2 separate regions of the Mus musculus genome follow, and region 2 is linked to region 1. The links are chromatin contacts, called in public promoter capture Hi-C maps. All regions are on one chromosome and are shown on one strand. Each heading gives the region's core, a stretch centred on a gene start, on an enhancer-like site or on the middle of the called end of the contact. The rest is flanking DNA. Distances are from core to core; before and after follow the strand shown.

Evidence for each region. Promoter capture Hi-C pulls out the DNA fragments that hold promoters and counts their contacts.
Region 2: a promoter capture Hi-C map of neural stem cells shows a contact between it and region 1. The contact joins the promoter of Hacl1 here to the promoter of Nisch in region 1. A contact is called at or near these places in 5 of 39 promoter capture datasets (cranial neural crest, liver, neural stem cells and 1 more), 1 of 484 Hi-C or Micro-C datasets (CD4 T cells), 1 of 115 datasets of contacts at active chromatin or transcription factors (memory CD8 T cells) and 1 of 9 other capture datasets (liver).

The regions. Positions count from the first base shown.
Region 1 is chr14:31,203,094-31,208,887 of GRCm38.p6, forward strand. Nisch (nischarin) reads right to left here and starts at 3,733. Exons shown (of 21, transcript NM_022656.2): 1 at 3,474-3,733; 2 at 1,349-1,432; 3 at 134-316. The coding sequence starts at 3,569. It overlaps Tnnc1 (troponin C, cardiac/slow skeletal), which reads left to right and starts at 5,219. Exons shown (of 6, transcript NM_009393.3): 1 at 5,219-5,285. The coding sequence starts at 5,262.
Region 2 is chr14:31,636,961-31,643,009 of GRCm38.p6, forward strand. Hacl1 (2-hydroxyacyl-CoA lyase 1) reads right to left here and starts at 4,005. Exons shown (of 17, transcript NM_019975.3): 1 at 3,829-4,005; 2 at 3,534-3,638. The coding sequence starts at 3,918. Btd (biotinidase) reads left to right here and starts at 4,097. Exons shown (of 4, transcript NM_025295.4): 1 at 4,097-4,175. The coding sequence starts at 4,165.

The DNA of each region.
Region 1 (5,794 bases), core at 2,483-4,982:
GTACCATCTGCCTCTAACCCTCTGTCAGGTAACCTCAGGGCCAGGGTCCAGTCTGTGTCTCCTCAAAGCCAAGGCCTACAGCTTTGGTGGCTGTGGGTTCATAGGCAAAGCAGAGAGCCCCAAAGGAACTTACATAGAGGTGAAAATGCAGGAAGTGGGCCAGAACTCTGGGAGCCACATCAGGGAAGGTTGTGAGGAGCGTCTGGAGGTACACCTCCAGGTCTCTCTCCCTCTTCTCTACCAAGCTTCTCGAGTTCTTCCCAATTATCTTTTTGGGTGGAAGTAGAGATTTGTCAATTTTTCTCTCTGCCACAAGCTGTAAGAGAACACAAGCACATCAAACACAGACCAAGAAGCCCTGCGTCTGTGTCAGATCCAGGCAGGCAGTCGTCAGTCGTATCTTCTGCAACCACTGCTGGGAGCAGGGCCGGGATTAGTGCTCCAACTAATGCATCTGGAATCCGGCCTCGGATCCAAGTAGTACTGGAAATACTAATACAATTCCAAGTGAGAAATTGCCATCTTTAGTCTTTGGGGATATTCAGAAAAGTAGTGCTTACGGTCCCTAAAGTTTGGAAATAAAAGGAGTTTGTATCTTTAAGACATGCTCACTACAAATGCCCCACAGAAAGCAGCTCTTTCTAAAAGCAAAGGGAAAATACAATTTCAATCTGTTATTAGAGAATAAAAATATATTTTGTGGGACAAGTTCAAACCTGTACCCTCTTCAGGAGACTGTCTTATATTGGAGGTGCATGGCAATTTTAAAATTTAAAATTAAAATTTACATATTCTATCCTTAGACTGTCTCACACTAGGTTGCATTCCTAGCACCAACCAGTTCTTTGTGCTGCATCAAGGAACTGGTTTACTACAGCAAGTCACAGAGCTCATGAGAGGGCTCACCGGGTAAAGGAGCTGCCAAGTCTAATGACCTAAGTTCAATCCCTGGGGCCTCTATGGTGGAAAGAGAACCCTGCTCTCACAAACTGACCTCTACACATGAGCTGTGGCACGTGTGCATCTTCCTCTCACTAGAACACACACAGACACACACAGACACACACACACACTTGTTTTTTTGTTTTGTTTTATAAGACAGGTTCTGTGTAGCCCTGGAACTCGCTCTGTAGATGAGGCAGGCCTTAAACTCACATGCCTTTGCCTCCCAAGTGCTGCTAGAATTAAAGGTATGTGTGGTATAACCCTGGCCATGAATAAATGTTTTTAAAACTTACAAGCAATAGATGTGGAGGCAGTTTTGCCCTAAAATTAACATGTGGCACAATGGAGACTTGGCCCACAAGCCCCACCCCTTGAGATACAGGTGCCAAGGTCTTCAGATTACCTTTTCATGTAGGTCATGAAAATCACTGTAACGGTGTTTGATCGTCCACTCATGGTTGCCATCGGTAACCTGGATGACATAAACCTAAAGGGAAAAATGATTTTTTGTGACAAGAGAACCCCAACTCACAATAGCTGCAAGGTACTCAGTCCCCACTCCCCAAAAAGCCAGAGTCAGGCATCCTTGCACACCCACTGTGCACCCAGCTTTCCTCAGCCTCCTTGACAGCCCTGTAAGGTCTGGAGAAGAGCTCTGGCTCCCATTATCAGGAAGGAATGGTATGGGTGACTAGCTCCACACACCTCCTTAGATTTTTTTTTTTTACCTCCTGTCTCTGTATAACTCAAAACCCAACTTGTGCTATAGGCAAGGCTGCCCCTTCCAAGGGAGGCAGAGCAGAGCCCAGTGAGGCAGCACCAGTGTCTCTGCTATACATCTTTCCAGGAGCCCTAACTCCATCCTAGAAGCAAGGCCTTCAGTCAACCTCTTCCACTAGCTGTGGTTTTGACTTTGGCAGCTGAACCAGGAGGCAAGGCATCACCAGGCTTCCAGGGGCAGCGGTGGCTCAATCAGCCTCAACAGAAGGCGATATAGCTCTGGTGGTTAATCGTCCACCAAAACCTGGGTTCAAAATCTGGCTATCCCATTTCCTGGGTGTGGCTTATGTGCCACTTATGTAAGTGACTGGGAACCTAAGCTCTCTCTGGGCCTCAATTCCTCCATTTTAAAACCTGGTGGGCCAAGTAAAGCAATTAAGTGTAAAGGCCTAACACGGAACAGAAGATAGATATGTTAGTCACATTCCGTGCATCACACCCAGTGACAAATGAGGATGGTCAGTTTGGATCATCACCTTGCTCCTGACACTAAGGGGAAGGACAAAGAGCCTCTACTGACTGCAGCTAGTCCTAGGTGAGTGACCTCATTCCTTAACTAGATCAAGCCCCACGGTCCTAGCTTCCCTTCCTCGGCCTGGAGCACGGAGAGGTTAGTGGGAACAGTGAACGAGGCTGATTCCTGACCCCAGGAGCAGCCATTTCTCCAGAGCCAGCCTGTTGCTCTAAAAGGAGCCGCTAGCGGCTTCTCTTCCTTGCAGCGGGGAGAAAGAACTAGATAGAGGAATCGCCCTCAGGATCCGGTATTAGGGTGGGAGCCAGTGGGGTGGGGCAAAGGCAGGCCCGAGGCCCTTACCTCTGTCCACCCTCCAGGGAACAAAGGACAAGGAGACGGGAGGTGCTCAGTGGGCCCCCACCACAGTGCAAGTTTTCACCTGGCAGGCTGCCCACGAGGCTCTCGGGCCTAGCATCCAACCCTATGCAGGCCCAAAGGGCGTCTAACGCCATCACAGAAACTACCCTCCTTTTTTGTTGGCTTTCCCTTGTAGCCTACAAGGATACATTAGAAGCTCGTGTCCCTCTCCCCTAAGCCGTGACGTCCCCTAAGGTTTGCAGGCCCTGTACTTCGGCCTCGAGGTAACTTCTGTGTTCTGCACGGCTGGGATCCATTCCTTTCTCCCCAGACCCCGAGGGCTCATTTTTCCATCCACCACCCCCCCCCACACACACACACACGCACGCACGCACGCACACACACACACTTCGCAGGGCTGATCTGGACTGCGACTAGTGTTTGGTTGGTGGGGGTGGAGATCGGGATCTGCTGTCTCTCCTTCACCACCTGATGATCTCTAGCCCTGGCCCTTGGTCCCATCGACCAGAGACCACCCCTTCCGCGTCCCCTTCCTCCCAGACTTCCCATGAAGGTCTCTTAGGCTGGCATTCTTCCTTGCCTGGAGGATCCAGAGGGCCTCCATCTCACCATCCCCTCCTCCCCCACCCTCTGATTGCTCCAACACAAGTCTCCTTTTCTGGTCGCGCACCCTTTCCCCAGCCCCCCTTCCCGCGCCCCGCCTAGATCCTCCTCCAGAACCTATGCGACCCGGCCCTTCCTCCGAATCCCCCATTTTTTTCGGGCTCCCTCGTCGCTACCTCGCAGAACCTTCCACGCACTCATCGAATGTGCTACCCAGGCCCCCCCCACCCCCCACTTCTCAAAGCCCCTGGGTCGAGAACTCCGGGTTCCAGGCGCTAAGCCCGCTCTGGACGCTCGCGGCCCCCCAGCACACCGTGTACGTGTCCACGAGCTCAGAACCCACGACGCGCGCCTCCTTGGCAGGCTCGGCCTCCCGCTCAGGGCCGAAGCTGAGTGTCGCAGCCGCCATGTTGCCGGCTCCACCGCTGCCGACGCCCGGCGCAGAGTGGCAGCAGCAGGGGGCGGGGTCAGCGTCCCACCGCCCCCCAGCCCCCGCTGCCCCCCGCCCGCGCCCGCGACGCCATCTTGGCCCCTCGGCCTGCTTGCGTCCTCGCCCCGCCCCTTGCCCGTAATTGACAGCACAACCAGTGGCACGCATGCGCAGCTCCTGCGGGCTTGCCCAATTTGCTTTCTGTATACCTGTGCGGCGTTCTGTCCCCTCGGGCAGTTGTGGTCATTGTCCGCTGGGCTCACAGCAGGGAAGGGCAGAGGCCATGGGCCTTCGGAACTCTCCGAAGTCACTCTGCTTCGCTTGGCCTCAGTTTCCAGAGGGGACATTAATAGGGTCTCGCCTGGCTGTTGGGTTCATTCCCTGTGTAGCAAGAGCAAAATGAATAAGACTAGACTTAGAGATGGAACAAGGACCAGAGGGACTCTCCGACACTTGGGGGGTTTGTTGTTAAAAGTACTGGTGGAGAATTGATTGTGGTGATTCTGCAGTGCTCAGTACCCCACGGGCTTTCCCCTGGCAGTGTGCTAGGCGGCACACTGGTGTGTTCAGGGAGAGCTTATATGCAGCAGACGTGCAGGTGGATGGAAGAGATATGCGCTGTCCATCTGGTTTCCCAGATGACATCCTGCAAGAGCTCAAGGTGAGGAGGAGACAGACTAGGCCTTGGACACAAGAGCGTGGCTGAAGAAACATCCATAGGGAACAACCATAGGGAAGACTTAGCTGGAGAAGAGATGACCCAACCGGAGGAGGAAAAGAGAGAATCCTGATAGACATAGGGTTCTTTAGGGACACTTGTTGACTCACAGAATGCAGCTGACTCAAACCCGAAGTGAACACTGATTGTTGTCCTTGAAAGATGGAAGGTTGCGGCGTGGTAGATCCCGCTGAAGGGCTTCAGGCCAGCCTATTCTTTGTGGGCCAGTGACTTCTTCCATTACCAGTGTCATATTATACTCTGAACCTTGCATAGGAAGTGTTTCTTGGCAGGACTTACACTGCCAGCCTCTGTTGGCATGCTACCATCTCTCAGGGGGTGTAATATAAGGTAGGGATTCTCCGGTCAGCTTGACCTCAGGCAAGTCACTGTGATTCCATAGAAGACCGAACTGTTTACTTCACATTTCCTGTGTGCTCATATTTTCATTCATTCAGGAAACTTTTTCCTGAGGTTGTTGAGGATGTGTGTGTGTGTGTGTGTGTGTGTGTGTGTGTGTATTGCATTTAGGTGCTTGCTCCCAAACCTGAAAACTTGAGTTCAGTCCTGGGTTCCTGGGAACCTAGGTAGCAGAGAGAGATAGATGACTCCTGCAAGTTGTCCTTTGACTTCCACATGCACTCATAAATAAAAGCAATACATTCTTTTTTTTTTCTTGAGACTTCCCTGGGGGTGGGGTGGGGTCTGGGGAACAGATGGCAAGAGACCTGGTCCTTGCAGTCCTTCATAGCTCCTGGCCCTAGGCAGATGATACAGGGACTTTGGCCAGCCTGAGATTACAGGGACCAGGGAGGGGGTGGAGGATATTCCAGGCAGTGGTGGGCTGGGCTGGGAATGTAGCAGGAGGTGGAGGGAGGCAGGGCTATATAAGCCCAAGCAGAGGGCTGGCTGGCTGGCAACCCCAGTAGCCTGTCCTGTGAGCTGTCGCCAGAATGGATGACATCTACAAAGCTGCGGTGAGAGATGAATCTTTAAGGGGTTAGGGTGGGTAGGTCCATTGGGGTTCCCTTAGCTAAGGATGGAGGACAGGGGTACACTAGGGAAGTGATGGGGGACTCAAAAGGGTCCCCACACACCTGTAACCCAGCCCCTTGAGCTGACATTTGGGGGATGCAGAAAGGGTAGCAATTCAGGGGTTTGTCAATGTGGCTAGGGGTATGGTCTCAGCTTTCAGCATCCTGTGTCTCCCTCTGTTTCTAACCTGTCACTGTCTTGAGTGTATTTGTGTTTTTATTCTTTAGACATCTGTTGGTCTTTCACAAGGTCTTTCCATCTCTGTTCCTTCCTCACGATGTCTCTGAGTCTTTGTCTCTCTGTGTGTCTCCAGGTCTGCGCCCCGCACCCCCTCCCAAGCTTCCATTTCTCACAATCTGCTTCTTACATACTCAGATCTGCCTCTCTCCTCTAGCCCCTGAGCTGGATGAGGAGGCTCTAGAAGGTGGGAGGGAATTGTGAGAGGGCTGGA
Region 2 (6,049 bases), core at 2,755-5,254, 430 kb after region 1:
TAATTATATGGGCCAGTGAGTGTGGCTCCATTTTAAATGGGATTTTTCAGTTATCCCTGTTTCTGAGTGTGCTCCCACACAGTCAGGTTACACATTACTGTATGTCTTCAATTCTTAGCAAGCGAGCTGGTGACTTTTTTTTTTTTTTTTTTTTTTTTTTTTACTGCTGACATGGTTTTTTGTTTGTTTTGAGACAGGCTCTCATTCTGTAGCCCAGGCTGCCCTTGACTGCACCTCTTCAGCCTCGTGAGCTCTGGCATCCATCCGGGAGTCACCATGCCTGGCTGTTTTTCACCAAACTGTACTTCCCTCAGCTTACAAGGAACAGGGGAAACTCTAAGTTAAAGGAAATACAAGATGCCCAAGAAGAACACTGAGGGCACTTTAAAATTATTCTTTGTCTAGAACATTATAGACATTACTTGTTTTCTTTTTAAAAACAAGAGTAAACTGCATAAAAGGTTTGCTAAAATTAATATACTTAATCATATATTGGGAATAATTTTTCGCTTATAGTAGTAAAATACAAAACATGCAGAAAGAATACTCCTCTGGCATATGCCAAGCGATGAGAAATAACAGATTGCTGTTGTTGGTTTGGTTTTGTTGTTGTCGTTTGAGACAGGGTTTCTCTGTGTAGCCCTGGCTGTCCTAGAACTTGATAGGTAGACCAGGCTGGCCTTGAACTCAGAGATTCACCTGCCTCTGCCTCCCATGTGCTAGGATTACAGTTCAGGTATGAACTTCACTGCCTTATGAAAAATAACAAACTTTATTACCACTAAAAAAAAAAAAAAAAAAAAAAAAAACCCTCTACTTTTCTATCAAATTACATCCCCTCAGCACACATAGTTCTCAAGATAGATCTGGAGTCAAAGTGCTCTGACTCAGAGCCTAGTTCTCCTACATTCTACTGTGTGATTTTGAGAAATTACTCTGCACATTGGCTTTTTCATCTACAAAATGAATATAATTCAGAGCACCCCAAAGAGGACAAGGTCAGCAATCCCAGACATGTAAAATACTTAGAATATAGCTAAATCCCTGATAACCTCCTAGCTTCTGGCCACACGAATGTCTTGACTACTCTAAAAACCTGACAGACAACATATAAAGCAATCGCCAAGTGCACCTTTCTCTTTAGCACAAACCTGTGCCTGAGTCTTTCTGAGCACTTTTGAGTATTCCCTTTGAAAACTCCATCGTTATACCTGCCATCTTCCCTTGTAAATGGTCCTCCTCTCTCTATTCTAAGCCTCAGTCAGTAGCCATATCATCTAGTCATGTAAGCCGCTAACCTAGGGGTCACCTCTAGAAGAGCTAACCTTTCCCTTCCTAACAGGCCATGCCTACTCTTTCTTCAAGATAGCTCCCTTATCATCCTCTGTGGGATGCTCTCTCAGAAGACTGTATGGATTTGTCTGTTTATTCAAGTCTGTTGTCTTTGTACCAGGGAAACCCAGAGCACTGGACATGTTAGACAAGTACTCTACCACTGAAAGATAACCCAAGCCCTCCATGGTCTCAGCTGACCAGGTTGGCTCCAAACCTGAAATCTTCTGTTTCAGCTGAGTAGCTACAGGGACTGCAGTTGTGAGCTGCAGATTTTCCATCACCATCCTTTGGCCTAACTACCCACTCTCACAGTTTGCCATGCCTTTAAGTTATACTGATGCAGCAAGGACAAGCCATCACCTCTATGAGCAATCTTTCCTGTCCCAGTGAGGACAGCCAGTCACACACTGTGTGTGACTACTCTCCCTTTTATGGATTCCTTTTTGAGGAGCTAAATTATTTCAGACTGTCTTTTTGTGTCTTACCCTCATTTCCCCCAACTCATCAACTTGGAGGTGAAAAATAAACCTTATATCTTCTTTATATCCCTCTCTTCTGCCGCGTATACAGTCCACATCATGCATACAGTACATACTTAGTGCATGTCTACTGCATGAAGAAGAAACAACGGGCAAACATACTCAAGAAAAATAGTAAAATACAGATCAGCACCTATCCTTTCTCATGCAGGTAAAAGAATAGAAGGTTATTCCACATAGGAAAACTGAGAGGTAAGGGTACAGCTCAGTGGCAGAGTGCTTGCTTTAGTGTGCACAAGGGCCTGGGTTCAATTCCCAGCACTGGAAAAAACAAAGAGGTAAGGGAATAAAAGTGTAAACAACACAAATTAATACCTACCAGTTTTCTGATTAAAAACACTCCCTATAACTTTCAAGCCTTATTGATAAAGGTCTTTCAATTAGCAAATAGTGTAGTACACACCTAGATTACATAGAGACCTCAAGTCAAGTCAGTACTGTGGGGATTTGAAAGCAAATGAGCCACACCCAATGGAACTCACATCGGATGGCAGAGAAAAGGGGTCAAGAGCGTGGATCAGGACAGCAGTGACGGCAGCAGAAGGGACAGCTGTGTGTGTGTGGGGGGGGGGTGTGAATCGTGTGTGCCACCCATGAAGGTCAGAAGAAATCGTTAGATCCTTTGGAACCAGAGTTATGGGAGGTCGGGAGCCACCACGTGGATGCCAGAAATCAAATCCTGGTCTCTGAAAGAGCAACAAGTACTATGAACTGCTGAGCTAAGTCTTCAGCCCCAATTCTTAATCTTTTAAATTATTTGTGTGTGTGTGTGTGTGTGTGTGTGAGAGAGAGAGAGAGAGAGAGACAGAGAGACAGAGAGACAGAGAGACAGAGAGACAGAGAGAGAGAGCGCCTGTCTGTGTGTGTGTGTAGGTCCAAAACAATTTAACTCAGCCTGTGTGTGTGTGTGTAGGTCCAAGGACAACATGAATCATAAATCAGAAACCGCCTTCATTTTTCCATACAGGCCCTGGAGATTACACTCAGGTTATGAGGTTACGTGGCTTTGTAGAACTTCACTGAACCACTTCATCTGCACCAGATACTTGATATTTTTGCCTGGATTGCTAAGAGAGGGTAATCCTGGGCTGCCAGAGAAAATACTTTAAGTGGGTTCATAAAATGTCCTTTGGTTTTCCCTCTCCCAGGTAAGACCCCAAAGGAGGGAGGCATAATGCTGAGGGAAAGCACCAAACTGGGGTTTGAGAGCCCTGAGTTCCAATGACGGCACTGCCGTCTATAATGTCTTCCACTTTATGTTGCATGAGTCCTGGCCTTCAATCACTAATCACTCTCTGACACCTGTCATGTACAGGAACTACATCAGATGCTGGCAATACACTTACCTAGCGATGAATCAATATGCCTTCTCTGCTAGAACTAACAGTCTAGTAGTGAAGTAAGACTACCCCTTTCGATTCTGATATTTGGATGTGGCAGAGTACACTACGGTAGAAAGGTATAAGCATAGCTCCAAACTCAGAATACCTGAGTTCAAATGCCACTACCAAATGACTCGCGTTGGGCAAGTTTAACTTAGTCTCTCTCTTCTCATTTTCCTGTCAAGGAGGATTAACAGTGGTACGTGCAATGCTTTAGAAACGATGGGACGCTGTGTGCATCGAATGGCTGCCATTTGGTCCCTGTGTCAAGACTCACCGCTTGCTCATTCCGCATCCCAATGTACTTGATGCCCAGTTCCTGGGCAGCAAGGGCGATTTCGGTCACGGGGATGCCTACGACACCGAACATGTACTCCACATCCTGAGGGTAGGAGGGAAAAGGGGCAACAAACAACTATCATCAGGTGACCCAGCCTTCTTGCCCTCCCGGGGGGTCCAAAGGAAAGACCTACAGGACCCCCGCCCCCGCCTCCTTGCCCTCCGTCTCTAGGACAACGCGAGGTCCCCGTCTGCTTCTGTAGAGCCTTTCACACCCGAGGGATCCATCGTACTTGAGTTTTTAGAGCCTGGGCGATGACTTTAGCACCAGACACCTGCTCCTCGCTTCTGTCGCTACCCTCTGCGGAGTTACTTTCTGGCATCTTCCACCTAAAGTTACTTCAAGGCACTCTCGCAGCTCACAGCTTCACTAGCCTAAGAGTTGTTGTTGGTGACACCCGCTTCTGACAGACAGGAGGGCAGCCCAACGGATTTAAGCAAAGGGGAGAAGGGGCGGGACAAGAAGTCAGTCCTTGGTGAGGCGATCATGTAAGCACGCCCATTCTCCAGTCAGTCTTTTCCGGACTCCGCCATCAGCAGGAGGCGGGACGAGCCGGAGGCCGCGTCCTATGCGAAGCAGGTAAGAAACCCAATCTCTGAGGATGCTCGCCTTGGTTTTGTCCTCCACTAGGGTAGCGATACAGCTCAGTCCGGTATGGAGGGGATGGCACATCTGGAGGGTGACTGCAGAGACCAGGCGAGGAGGGGGCGTGGCCCCACCGCGCCTCCCCGCCCTCGCCGGGGCTTCCCGCTGATTGGAGGCAAGCTACGCAAAGGCTGCTGGGACGCGGGTAACTTGGAGAGTGTAAAGTTGGAAAAAAAACAGGCTTTTGGGTACAGTGTCGTGCTCCTGTGCCCTCTGATTTTATAACTCTGTGGTTTTGCACCCCACATCATGTGCACGTTCCAGAAGTCTGTGAGCAGAGGTGTATTCTTAATCAGAGATGACACCAAAATTGCTCAAGAGATAAACTTATTAACACCGTAGCTGCTCCTGCCCTCTGCCTGGTTTATATTTACTTATTTTGTTCCAGTTGGGTATCACTAAGGTCTGTTAGAGCCATTGCTTAATAATTAATGTATGATTGCTTAACTTTTACCAAAGTAATAGTGTTGGTTTTCTACTTACTGGTTCATGGATTAGCCTGCTTGACCCCTGGCATCGCGTGCTTTGTAGACATTAGTGGATTCTTGGCCCCTTAACACCGATTGCTTTCTCAGAATTACTGGCAGAACACTTTATGAAGGGCAAACTGGACCCTGATGGGAACAAATCACTGTGATTCAGATCGAATGGGCTTTTGTTTGTTTGTTTGTTGGTTGGTTGGTTGGTTGGTTTATATTTATTAAGGATCAGTCTTCAACTGGCCATTTTTGCCATTTGGCAAAGAGAAAACTCATTGAGCTGGTTATTGCCTTCGCCTAGCAGTTCAAGGTACAGCGGGCCTTGCTTCCCTTGCCTGTAGAGATTAAGCAGAAGTGACGTGACTGTCTTCCAAGTGCAAAGTCACTGCTGTTCCATCCAACTTCAGTGTAAGGATCCCAGGCGCTGTAATTTATACAGAGCACTCTGTGTGGACTTGGAATATGTTAATCATACTCCCTGTTATTTTTGTTGGCAGTATGCTTAAAATGTTATTTGTTATTTTGGTGAGATTTGGCATCGTAGCGCCAGATGTGGTGGCTCACATCTGTAATCCCAGCACTTGGAGGCAGGAGCATGTCGACTTCTGCGAGTCTGAGACCAGCCTGGGCTACCTAGTGAGTTTCAGGATAGCCAGGGCTATGTAGAGAGACCATGTCTTTTAATTACTCAAAGAAAGAATAAGTCATAAAAGCAATACTAGTGACTGACCCTAGGACTTTGCACATATTAGTCAAGCACTCTACCACCGAATTATATCTCAGGCCCTAAATTTTAACTTTCTTAAAAATCAGACGGCAGGGGTTGGAGAGATGTGTTTAAGAGCAGTGACTTCTTCCAGATGACCTGATTTCCAGCAACCACATAGTGTCTTACAACCATCTGTAATTCCAGTTCTGGCAAAGCCAATGCCCTCTTCTGGCCTCTGAGAGCACCAGGCACACACGTATTATGTAGACATACATGCAGGCAAATAAGCCATAAACATGAAAAATAATAATTAATAAAGCCTTAATAATTAAATTAATTAATAATAATTAATAGCATTAGTGACCTGTTCTCCACAGAGCAAATCCAGGCCTCAGAGTCCAGATAGTGATTGCTTTAGGGATCTAGCTCTGGGATGGTGAGGAGTTGCTTGACAACTTTCTTCCAAGTGGGTGAAGATAACCTCAAAGTAGCTGGATGATCTAGAAAGAGTTGTAAGACGGGTGTGGTGAGGCCGACCTATGGGACCCGTACTCAAGGAAGCTAAGACAGGATCTCACGTTTGAAGCCAGCCTGGGCAACAGTAAGACCCTGTCTCAAAA